Regions from separate parts of the Mus musculus genome. Here all the other regions are linked to region 2. A link is a contact called in public HiChIP or PLAC-seq and promoter capture Hi-C data. All regions are on one chromosome and are shown on one strand. The core of a region is the stretch at or near the end of the contact, and the rest is flanking DNA. Distances in the headings are between cores, read along the strand shown. Region 1 holds the start of Vamp9 (vesicle-associated membrane protein 9). Region 2 holds the start of Tmem150c (transmembrane protein 150C). Region 3 has its middle 41 kb from the start of Gm45913. Region 4 overlaps Sec31a (Sec31 homolog A (S. cerevisiae)).

Region 1 (2,700 bases), core at 84-2,583, 250 kb after region 2:
GTTACCCTATGACGGGTAAGGCTGTGACATTAGAGGAATGACCTAAAACAGGAGCCACGGCGGATGGGCATAATTGCACAGGCCTAGTCCAGTCTCATTTTATTAAAACAAACAGGGGGAGATGTGGGAAGCCACATGTGCCGTTGCTGAGTGGCACTGACTACTGCTGGCCACCATGCATAAGATTGGACAAACAACCAATGTGTACATATGCAGTAAAGTTTTTTGCAAAAACACTGCCTGGCCCAGGCATGATAATGAGGTTCTGTAAGGTACTGAGAGTATAACCAATCGGATGTGAGACATGCAAATGAGATGATAATGAGGCTCAGTGAGGTACTGAGAGAGAGTAGCCAATCAGATGAGGAACATGCAAATGAGGCTTAGTGCATAACCAATCAGGGTATGAGACACGCCTCTCCTAGGCCTATAAAAGCAGCACCAGCTCTGGGCAAAAAGTCTTTTCGCCTCTACAATCAAGCTCTCCCAATAAACGTGTGCAGAAGGATCCTGTTGCAGCGTTGTTCTTCCTGGCCAGTCGAGGGCGCGCAAGACTGTGCTAAACTAGGAGTAGTTCCTCTGTACAGGAGTACATTACAGCCTATCTTCAGCGAAACCTTTTCTACCCCCTGGGACAACTGATCTAAGGTTCAGATAGAATATTAGATGGCATCTGACAATTTCTAGGTGTGTGTGTGTGTTGGGGAACTGAACTCAGGGCCTCACACATTCTGGGCAAGCGCTCTAACGTTGTGATACATCTTGTGTTCTCACTTTTTAAAGACTGGGTCTATATAGCCCACGCTGACATCAAATTCATGGCCCTCCCACCCTGGGCGCTGAGAGTCCAAACTGCGCTGTCAGGTGGCCCTCACTGCCTGCAACTGAAGTAGTCTTGAGACCCTTACACGTTCACTAAGTGTGTTCAACTGCAGGTCATTTCCTTGTAATGGGGCTATCAACTTGGAGATGGCTATAAATCTCCGCCAGACGGCCGCGGGCAGTACGAGCCCCAACCCCTGGGTGGCGCAGGCGCAGTCCCACTCCCGCCTCGGAGGCAGCGCTTCTGGAGGGGGCGGGGACTCCCGGTCCCTGAGTCCTTCCAGGTCGCCCCGCGCCCTGAGGGGAGGCCAGGCGTGCGCCAGCCTCGAGGAACCGAACCCTCAGACGCCGAGGCGTGAGCCTCAGGTACCTGATAGGCGCCGCCGGTCAAGGCCAGCTCCGCCAGGACCGCTCGGCCATTAGCAACGCAGCTGTAGGTGATCGTCATAACCAGCAGGCCAGTGAGAGAAGCGGACCGCCTTCTAACCGCCCGCTACAGTTGGACCGCCGCTCCGCGCAGGCGCGAGGGACGGTTGATTGGCAGGGGAGGAGGCGGGGCCATCTGTGGGTCCCGCAGAGCCTGTGAGTTTGCTAGGCGAGGTCCTCGCACATGCTTGGGATTCCTGAGGTCTCTCTGTGCTCCGGGTAGTCTGGAAAACCATTTAAGAGCTGTTTAACTGCCCAGGCCTCATCTACGTGTGAATCAGTCACAATCTAGGGCTGCGAAGCTGGGGGTAGTAGGCAAAGACCCCGGAGGTCTGAGTTCGAATCCCCAGAACTCACGCTAAAAAAAAAAAAAAAAAAAAAAAAAAGAAGTAAAAAAGGCATGGTGGTTGGAGCATGTAATCCCCTTTGAGAAGTGGAGTGGTGGTGGAGACAGGTGTATCCTAGTAGCTCATTGGCCTACCTGAATTGATAAGCTTTAGGTCTGGTGAGTCTTGGTTTCAAAAAATGTGGAGCGCAACCTTGGAAGACACATCTACATGTGCACGCACATCACACACACACACACACACACACACACACACACACACACACACACCATGCACGCATGCAGCACACTTAAATTTAAGCAAGCATTGGAGGAACCTCTTGTGCACAGCCTGCATTTGGTTTTGTGAGCATGAAGACCATCTCTGAGTTGTTCTGTAACTACTCACAGAGCAGCATACGCTGAACAAATGCTGGTTACAGTTTGCGGTGACAAAAATGTTCACAGCATTGAAAGGACCCCATTAGGGGCGTAAGGGCTCCAAAGTCTCACTCTCTGACTGCCCAGTTGGGGTTCTCTGTGTTAATTATCATCTACTGTAAGAAAAAGCTTCTCTGACGAGGTTGAGCAGCGCTCTGCTCGGTGGGCATAACAATTTGTCCTTAGAGGTCATTTTATGGTAGTATGTTTCCCCTAGGCCCATGACCTATCCAAACCCAGGTTCTTGGCCACTTTTAGTGTCATATATGAGTTCCATTTCATGAAGCGGGACTTAAATCTAATCAAAAAGTAGTTGGAGGGCTGGAGAGATGGTTCATTGGTAAGAGCATTGGCTGATCTTGCAGATGACCAGGGTTCAGTTCCTAGCACGTACATAGCTGCTTACAACCATGCATAACTCCAGTTTCAAGGTATCTAACATCTGACTTCTGTGGGTTCCAGGCATCATGTGGTACACAGACATACATGCAGCCAAAATACTCATCAAATGAATATATCTTTGGAGTTGTAGCATTGGCTCAGTGGTTAAGAGCATGTGTTGCTCTTGCATAGGACCTCGGTTAAATTCTCAGTATCCACATGGTGGTTCATATCATCTGATCCAGGGGATATGACGTTCTCTTCTGACCTTTGTGGCACAAGACACATAGATTACATGCACACAC
Region 2 (2,700 bases), core at 183-2,682:
ACGGTCAGCTTACTCTTTTCCTCTCCTTTCTTGGTCAGGTAGTCATAAAAATGTACGAATTGGCGTTTTAATAACGCCTCCCACCCCAGGCCCCAAACTCCCAATAATGTTGTGTTCATAACTCTTAGCAGCAGCAGCAGCAGCAAGGATCAGTGGTACCCCACCCCCACCCCATGCATACCAGATTAACTCATGGTTCCAATGCAGTCTTAATAGCCAGCCTGGGCATCCCATAAGGGGACAAGAAGTAGGAGTATAATCCTCAGACTGGGGCTCAGGCTGGGCCTCAAGCAATTTTTAACCTCACAGGCCACCTGGAGAGTCTGAAAAAAACAAAGTTAACTCTCTTCAGAAAACGCCCCTCACCACTCAGCACGTGCTTTCAGGGGGTTCTATACTAGAATTAACTTTTGAATTAACTTAATTGAATAAATCAAAGTCCCATTCCTTAATATATGGTAAACAGAAAGCCGTAAGACCTCAAGAATCGAACGGTCTAGTAGTCAAAACAGAACAGTGGCCAGAAATCAACACATGCGTAGATAATGACAAGCGCCATGGAGAAGAGAGCATTCTAGAAGCCAGTGGCAGAGATTTTGTATAGGTTGAGTTGAGGAGGGAGCTTAGAAACTTAGAAACTTGTGCTTTGAGAGGCAATGGTTTTAAGTAGATGGGTGTGGTGGATTGATCCAGGCGACCCTACCAGGCATAGCAGGCCAGTCAAGTAAGTTAATGAAGAATTTAAGATTAACATGACTCTGGGCTGTGCTGCTTAGGGGTCAGTGCAGTGACAAAAGTTGGGGTCTGGGGTGGGGCTGCTACTAAAATGCTGAGTAGTGTCTTATGAACATACACACACACACACACACACACAGGGGAAATGAGCAAGTTTGGCTGTAGGGGAGCGGCCTTGAAGTCCTCCGTCCATTATCAGGGTCAGAAGTTAGCCCTGTGTCTGCTCAGTAAGATGAAAGAAAACCACGGGAGGGCAGCGGGTGGTGGAGAACTACGCTGGGCTCGTGGGCCTGAAAGTGAATTTTAGCTGCTGTATGCAAAGTCCTTGGTGTGTGGACAGAAGGGAGCCGGTAAGAAGGTTACAACAGGTCAGGAATAAATAACCAGCAGGCGGAGGATCCCGGATCCCGTCCTGCCTTTTGTTGGGTGAGGAGCGCCAGGCAAGCGCGTCCACCTTGGCTTAGGAAGGAGGCGATTGGACCGTCCGCCCGCAGCCGCAGCCCCGGGTGACGGTGAGGGAACCGGGGACGGGGGGGGGGAGGGGGGGAGGTACAAGACGGGACCTCAGAGCTCTGCTGTCCACCCGAAGCCCCGCGACGGGGACCCCGGAGTAAGTCGGGGACGGGCCGCGTTGCGGCGGGAGGGGGCGGGCGGGCAGATCCCACCCCTTCCTGAAGGAAGCGCCCTCCCCACCGCGACTGCCACCGCCGCCGCTGCCGCCGCAGGTCACGGCCCGCGAGCCGCCGCCGCCCGGAGCAGGTAGGCGCGGCGCCCTCATCCGCCCCTGGCCCCTGATGCCCTGCTCGTCCTGCTCCCGACCCAGCGAGGACCCCACCCGGGCGGCCGCGGTGCCTCCCCAGCCCCCGGGCGCGTACTCCCGAGCCCGAGGCGGGCGGTGCAGCTCCGCGGCGCGCCCGTCCCGCTCGCCGCCGCCGCAGTGTCGCCTGCGGCCCCCCGCCCCGCCCAGTGACAGGTGTCCCACCACCGCGGGTGGGGTCCGGGGAGGAGCGGCGGAGCCCAGCCTGCCGGCCCCGGCGCTAACTTGCGGTGCCCTGAGCGCAGCCCCGCGGCCGCCCTACTGGGCGCGCGTTCCTGGGAAGAATCCAGGATTTCGGGCTTAACCAGGGGGAGTGCGGGGGTGGGGTACGGGTCGCGGTGCACGAGGCGCTATGGTTATCCACGGTCATAATAATTTTCAAAAGTCGACATTCTTGGGTTATGGAGAGAGCCTTCGCTGAGTGGTTTTCCCCCTCCTTAAATGAATCAAAGAGGGAATAAGGGGTTTCCCAGTTGAAATTCATGTTCCTTCCTCCCCACCCGCCCTCCATTCATCCCTCTCTGTCCACCCCTGACCCCCATGGCACTTTATTATACCCTAAGCACTTTGCTGGTCTTTTGGTCGCGGTTTTTCCGACCAGATCTTTCAGGGCTGAGCCAGGGTGGTGATTGCCAACGTGAGAACAGAGCCCAGGTGAATGGAAGCCAGCCAACCCCCCTGGGCGATCCCAGGCTGACCTCCGACATACATGGTCCTGATAGGGAACCGAAATGCACGGATGCATTTAAAAGGCAAGACAGAATAAAGCACTTCTTAGATCTATTACAGTAACACCGCCGAAAGGGCGATATTAGTTTCTGCTTCTTCAATTCTCTGCTTGAATCGAAGACAGATTTTAATAATGCACGACTGTAACTCCATTCTGGGCTGCAGTTAATAAAAAGGGTAGGCGAATGTGAGTGTATGAAGTCCATGGTAGCAGTTAGTAAGCTGACCCACATAAAATGTCCCGTGTTGAGGGTAGACCGTTAGGCGCATACACGTTAATAGATGCAAAATGAATAATTTTACAATCTCAACTTGGGGCAGATACCTAACTTTTTCTTACACATGTCCTGGAGAAAACCCTGCTTCCAAAGTAACCATAGCTGTGCACGAGCTCTCTCTCTCCCCCTCTCTTGGCCTCC
Region 3 (2,700 bases), core at 108-2,607, 180 kb before region 2:
ACTGATGGCTATGCCTTCTTCAACTACCATATGAGGAGTTGAGGATCCTGAGAGGAAATTCAGAAGGACACAGATAGTCAAACCATACATGCTACCTCAGGCTGGATAAGAGACAAAGAAGCTGGGCTCTGCAGAAAGGAGGGGCACACAGCTGCTGGGACACTTCTTCTCTCTCTTGTCCTTGGGGTCACCTTCCGTGGCCCTGGTTGCTTTTTTTTTTTTTAAAGATTTATTTATTGATTATATGTAAGTACACTGTAGCTGTCTTCAGACACTCCAGAAGAGGGAGTCAGATCTCATTACAGATGGTTGTGAGCCACCATGTGGTTGCTGGGATTTGAACTCTGGACCTTTGGAAGAGCAGTCGGGTGCTCTTACCCACTGAGCCATCTCACCAGCCCCCTGCCTTGTTTTTCATAACAGCCTGCTCTGTGCATCCCTGACTATTGACTGGGATCTCTGACCTCAGCGGAAAGGAACCGCTTCTCCCTCCGCTGATTCTAGCTAGCATCAGGCATTTGATCACAGAGACACAAAGTAAAAGAAAGTAACTAATACAAAGATCTTTCTCGACCCTTGGAAATCTTGCCTTTGGGCCTGTCTTCCCTGAGATCCTTCATCACCTGGAGGGGAGACTGAGTATCAACAGCTTTTCTTGGCTTGGCAGGGTGCCACATCGAATGCGAGCTGGGGGGAAGCTGGTTCTGAAGTAGGGAATTGTTAACCCTGCTTGGAGGTGAATTCTAAATCCCAGTTAAAAAGAAACATGGAGAGCGGGTGATTCGGGATGCGTTCTTTCCCACAGCATGGGACACGTTCTCCTATTCTGCTGCTGGCTTTCGTGCCTGACCGTTTTCCCCTCATAGTTGGTGACACAGGATCCGCCATGGCCTTTTACAAACAGGCTTTTTGTATTTTTCTTAAGGAAGGGACATTTAAATCTCCGGTTCTCATTTCGCTCCATTCAGCAATTTTTGATACAACATTTTATTAACTTTCTGAAAACTTCACGCACATATAGAATGTATTTTGATCATATCCGTGCCCTGCTATTCACCCCTGTTTGTTTGTTTTTAACCTACCCTGTCCAATTTGTGTTCTCTGTGTACTCAAGGTAGCAAGGGCATCCACTGGAGTCTGGTACCTTTAAAGAATCATGAGTCCCCTTGCCCTGGATGTCATCAAGTGTTAATAGCTCCTTAGCTAGAGGTGGGAGCATGGGAGATCTTCCGTGCTCCATAGTGGAGCGTTGACCTGCTTGATCGGGTTCAGTAGCTGCTCTGAGTCTATGAGTGCAGTGGTCCTGTCCTGTCCAGGCATCACTTTCCCTCTGCCCCACTCCCTGACCTTCCCCGACCCCTGACCCTCCCTGACCCCTGACACTCCTTAAGCAAAACAATGGGAGCCTTGGCTACAGAGTCTGGAAAGCCACTTTTGCAAGTGTAGACGTGCAGAACAAGACCCCAAATGTAGCTATTGTGTAATTGTTCAGCCCAGGGCGTATACAAATCACTTACTTAAGGTAGGCACTAAATGGATATTGGGTGGATGCTTGCTGGATCTCCCTGACAGCAGATACCTAATGGTGCCTCTGAAATGTTTCTGATAGAAAAGTCCTCTTTCCACGAGCTTGACAAGAATAGAGATGAAAGCTCAGCCTTGACTTTATCTTCTTCCTAGGACACAAAGACTTACAATGGGCTCTAATGTATAGCCCAGAACAAAACTATATCACTTAGGCTGACTTAGAATTTGGAGCAATCCTTCTGCCTCAGCTTCTCAAATGCAGGCATTACAGGTGTGCACACCTTGCCCTTCCTACCTGGTACCTGAGAGGAGCAAGTCTGATTTCTCCCCAACTACGGTTTTCAAGGCAGTTGTGGAAATTCCACACACGGAATCAGACCTATGTCTCAGAAGTTAATCCACTCCTCTAACTCACAGCTTTGTAAGAGGCTTTTCCACATGGCTAGTGTGAAACCCACCTCTTCGAAGCCTGTGACTCCTGAGAGTGTCTCCAGCATGTTGGTTTTTTCCCCTGGACTCTCTGTATGCAAATGGAGCCTTAGCCATGTGCACAACGCCCGCCCTCGAACAATCTCACTCTGCAGTCCAGGCTGACCTGCAGCTTACACTGATCCTGTTACTTAGCCCCCTGACTTCTGGAAGTTTCTAAAACTTGAACTTTGGGGATACATTCAAGCCAGAGCATCAAGGACATAGACAAGCCTGAGTTCCTTTTCATGTTGAATTTTGTCCTCCATATTCCGAAAAGCAGACGCACTTCTCAGCCATTCTGGGACTTTGTGAAATATTGAGGCATATTCAGCTTTTCCTTGAGGGAACCATTTAGGCTTCTCTTGTTCAGGGACATGAGTGGAGAGACAGGTGGTGAGTGCTGAGAGCCCAGGCGATCCTGCTTCAGGGAAGAAGCGACTTACAGTATGGGGAAGAGCAGAGCAGCCCCTCCGGCCCCTGCCACATTCCTGAGCATGGCCTCCAGGGTAGCCAGATGTGTCTCTAACCTAAAGGTCAGAGAGATTTTGGACTCCGCAGAGTAGCTCAGGTGCTAATTAACTTCCCAGTTTCTCCCTGGCCAGGCACATCCCTCATGAATACTAATTGGGTTTATGAAAAAGATAAAGTATTTTCAAGTGCAGAAGAGAATCTCTGGGCACCGCAGTAATGGCACTCAGTATC
Region 4 (2,700 bases), core at 140-2,639, 220 kb before region 2:
TCTTCGAAGAAGCCAGGTGTGAGGTGGTGGGCTAGTCAGTCAGGTGTGGATGAAGCCGTCGGGTCAGATGGTGTGTGGCAGTTTACTGGAGCAGTAGGTGGCAGGAAAACTGAAAGAAGCCCACGGTTTACCTGCTCTCCCTTTAAGCTCCTACCTCTGGCAGAGAGCGGCAGTATGGGCTGGAGAATGGGATGCACCCAACACTGAGGAGAGTAGTGATGATCAGGGAGTGTGAGGTTCAAGATGAACTGAACCCAGGTTAGCTCTACCGCACAGGCTAGAGAGAAAGCCAAACTGTGGAGACGGTCCTAGGCCTCAAGTAGAGCTTAAAATTTCCCCCAAGGCACCTAGTGGGCAGTCTTGCGGTATCTCAGTATAGTATTTATTTTTTGTCTGGAGAAAAACTTATCCAGAGTCGTCATTATAAAGATCATTTTTTTGAAACTAAAAGTCAGATTTGTTTGTTGGTTTATTTGTTTGATTAAAGCAAGCTTTTCCTTCCAAGTGCTTCTGAGAAGTAACATGTTTCCCACCTGTGGATTGAGGGGAGGGGGTCCTGCACACTCCCTCAGAGCAGAGCTTCCATTACAAGGCCTGCTCTCCAAGGACACACAGCCTTTGCCACAACCATATCAGTCAGTCTGAAATGACTGGACCAGTTGACTTTTACAGAGAAAGGGCTTTATTTGGGCTCATGGTTTGGAGAGTCCTGTTGAAGGTTGGGTAGGTAGCCCATGGCTTTGGGTCTCTGGCAAGGGCAGGAGCACATGGCTGAGCCACAGGAGGCAGAGAGCAACAGAAAGACCTAAGCACACAGCTCCCTCACGGAGGACCCTCAGGGACCTAAGGGCCTCCCTTAGGCCATACATCTTCCATGTTCTGCCACTCCTCAGTAGAGCCAGCCTTTGGAGGGGCGTTGAACATGAACAAGTGAGCCCTTTGCAGGTCTCGTGCCCCTTGTAAGACTGCGAGGTAGTGATGTTGCAGGAAACATGCCATGCACGCTTGCACGTGGCTCCTCCTCTGCTTGCCAGGAGACAGCTCTGTTGCTGGGTACCTGCCCATCACTTTTAGTTTGGATTTTTTTGTGTCTGAGATCATTGGACAAGTGTCTGGCAGGTTGAGGACTGTCTATGAGGCAGGCTTCCTTCTCCTCCTTCTTGCTGGCTGGCGCTCTTCAAATAGGGGGAGAGCAGGCGCCGTTCTTCTGGGAACCCTGGGAAGCTTGCCCACTCTGTTTCTTCTGACTGTCTCCTCCTCCTTTGCTTTTCTCTCATTTAGGATCTGATTGAGAAAGTTGTCATCCTCCGCAAAGCTGTACAGCTCACCCAAGCCTTGGACACCAATACTGTCGGGGCTCTTCTGGCTGAGAAGATGAGTCAGTATGCCAGCTTGTTGGCAGCCCAGGGCAGCATTGCCGCAGCCTTGGCTTTTCTGCCTGACAACACCAACCAGGTAATTAGTGTCCATCTTCTTCATTGTTGTTTTGTTTTTGAGGCAGGTCCCTGGCGATCCTGGAATTCGCTTTGTAAGCCAGGCTAACCTCAAATTCAGAGATACTGTGCCTCTGCCACCTTAATGCTAGGATTATGCCCAACTCACTTTTAATTTTTTTGAAGAATCTCATGTTTAAGACCAGACTGATCTTGAACTTACTATAAAGCTGAGGGTGACCTTGAACTTGTGATCCTTTTGCCTCTGCCTTCCCAGGGCTGTGATTACAGGTATGTGCCACTGTGCACAGTTGGTCTCACTGTATTGGTGTATAAGAGCTTTTACCTTAAGACTGGCTTAGACCTCTAGATCATCTAAGCATAAAATTAAACCCTGTATTTTTACTAAAATTTACTATAAAATTTACTTATAATTATGTATATTTTCTTGTATTTGTTTTGAGACAAGACTCAAAACTGTGTGTAGTGAAGGCTGGATTTGAATTCCTTGCCCTCCTGCTTCTACCAAGATAATCACATACTTTAATAGTTAATGAGAGGAGGCACAATGCATGTGTTGGGGCCCATGATTGAGATCAAAGGTCATCGGCTCACTCCACCCATGTGCCCAGAGGGCAAAGTCAAATCTTTGGATTTGTTGGCAAGTGCCCTTAGCTGTTTGTTGAGCCATCTTGTGGACTAATCACATGCATTCTCTAGATACTATTCCTTATACTGCTCTCTGGGCTTCAGTGAGCTTTACTGAGAAAGAACCTTAGTGCTGATAGCACTGTCTCCTGTGAGTCTCAGCGGGCTGGCTCTGCGGACTTTGTGCTGCTGTTGTGTACCTCCTCCCGTACATACGGAGAGTGCCTTATAAAGTGTGGCTCTCAGAGGGGCTTCAGTGCAAGCAGAGGGGGCACTCACTGTGCCGTGTGCCTGCTGAGGGTATCTGGGGCTGGCTGCCAGCCAGTTTGTGTGATCACAGAACGCCTGGTTCAGTGAGTCCCTGCGTGTTTATGTGAAAGAGACAGAGGCACACAGAACCCAGGTGCCCCCAAGGCCAAAAGACAGCATCAGGTCTCTTGGAGCCAGAACTGTAGGTGCCTGTGAACTGCCAGACACGGGTGCTCAGAACTGATTTGGGGTCCTCTGGATGAGCAGTAAGGCTGAAGTGTCTTTACAGCTCCCCTCCCGAGCAGCCTTAGACGTGTAACAAGTTTATTAGACTAGAGCAGGAAAAGGTGGCTCAGCTGTTAGGAGCACA

The links. Promoter capture Hi-C pulls out the DNA fragments that hold promoters and counts their contacts. HiChIP or PLAC-seq counts read pairs in DNA pulled down with a chosen protein or histone mark.
Region 1: a FOXA1 HiChIP or PLAC-seq map of pancreatic cancer cells shows a contact between it and region 2. The contact joins the promoter of Vamp9 here to the promoter of Tmem150c in region 2. A contact is called at or near these places in 2 of 39 promoter capture datasets (embryonic stem cells and liver) and 1 of 115 datasets of contacts at active chromatin or transcription factors (pancreatic cancer cells).
Region 3: an H3K4me3 HiChIP or PLAC-seq map of embryonic stem cells shows a contact between it and region 2, with 12 read pairs. The contact joins the enhancer-like site here to the promoter of Tmem150c in region 2. A contact is called at or near these places in 9 of 39 promoter capture datasets (the HPC-7 cell line, embryonic stem cells, liver and 4 more), 3 of 115 datasets of contacts at active chromatin or transcription factors (embryonic stem cells and stem cell-derived neural progenitor cells) and 1 of 9 other capture datasets (adipose tissue).
Region 4: a contact with region 2 is called in a promoter capture Hi-C map of hippocampal neurons, with 1.9 times the contacts expected there. The contact joins the enhancer-like site here to the promoter of Tmem150c in region 2. A contact is called at or near these places in 3 of 39 promoter capture datasets (hippocampal neurons, pre-B cells and stem cell-derived epiblast-like cells) and 2 of 9 other capture datasets (adipose tissue and liver).

The regions. Positions count from the first base shown.
Region 1 is chr5:99,904,898-99,907,597 of GRCm38.p6, reverse strand. Vamp9 (vesicle-associated membrane protein 9) reads right to left here and starts at 1,333. Exons shown (of 6, transcript NM_001378420.1): 1 at 1,193-1,333. The coding sequence starts at 1,270.
Region 2 is chr5:100,158,013-100,160,712 of GRCm38.p6, reverse strand. Tmem150c (transmembrane protein 150C) reads left to right here and starts at 1,432. Exons shown (of 8, transcript NM_001382851.1): 1 at 1,432-1,494.
Region 3 is chr5:100,341,963-100,344,662 of GRCm38.p6, reverse strand. No RefSeq gene overlaps it. Among named protein-coding and RNA genes, the nearest start is that of Gm45913, 41 kb to the right of the region's middle. Within about 2 kb of position 1,357, at least 5 of the 459 cell types and tissues checked have an H3K27ac peak or open chromatin away from gene starts, as enhancers often do. A contact at or near this core is called in embryonic stem cells, where this site is marked.
Region 4 is chr5:100,379,915-100,382,614 of GRCm38.p6, reverse strand. Sec31a (Sec31 homolog A (S. cerevisiae)) reads left to right here. Exons shown (of 28, transcript NM_026969.1): 19 at 1,282-1,455. Among named protein-coding and RNA genes, the nearest start is that of Sec31a, 35 kb to the left of the region's middle. Within about 2 kb of position 1,389, at least 29 of the 459 cell types and tissues checked have an H3K27ac peak or open chromatin away from gene starts, as enhancers often do. A contact at or near this core is called in adipose tissue, hippocampal neurons and liver, where this site is marked.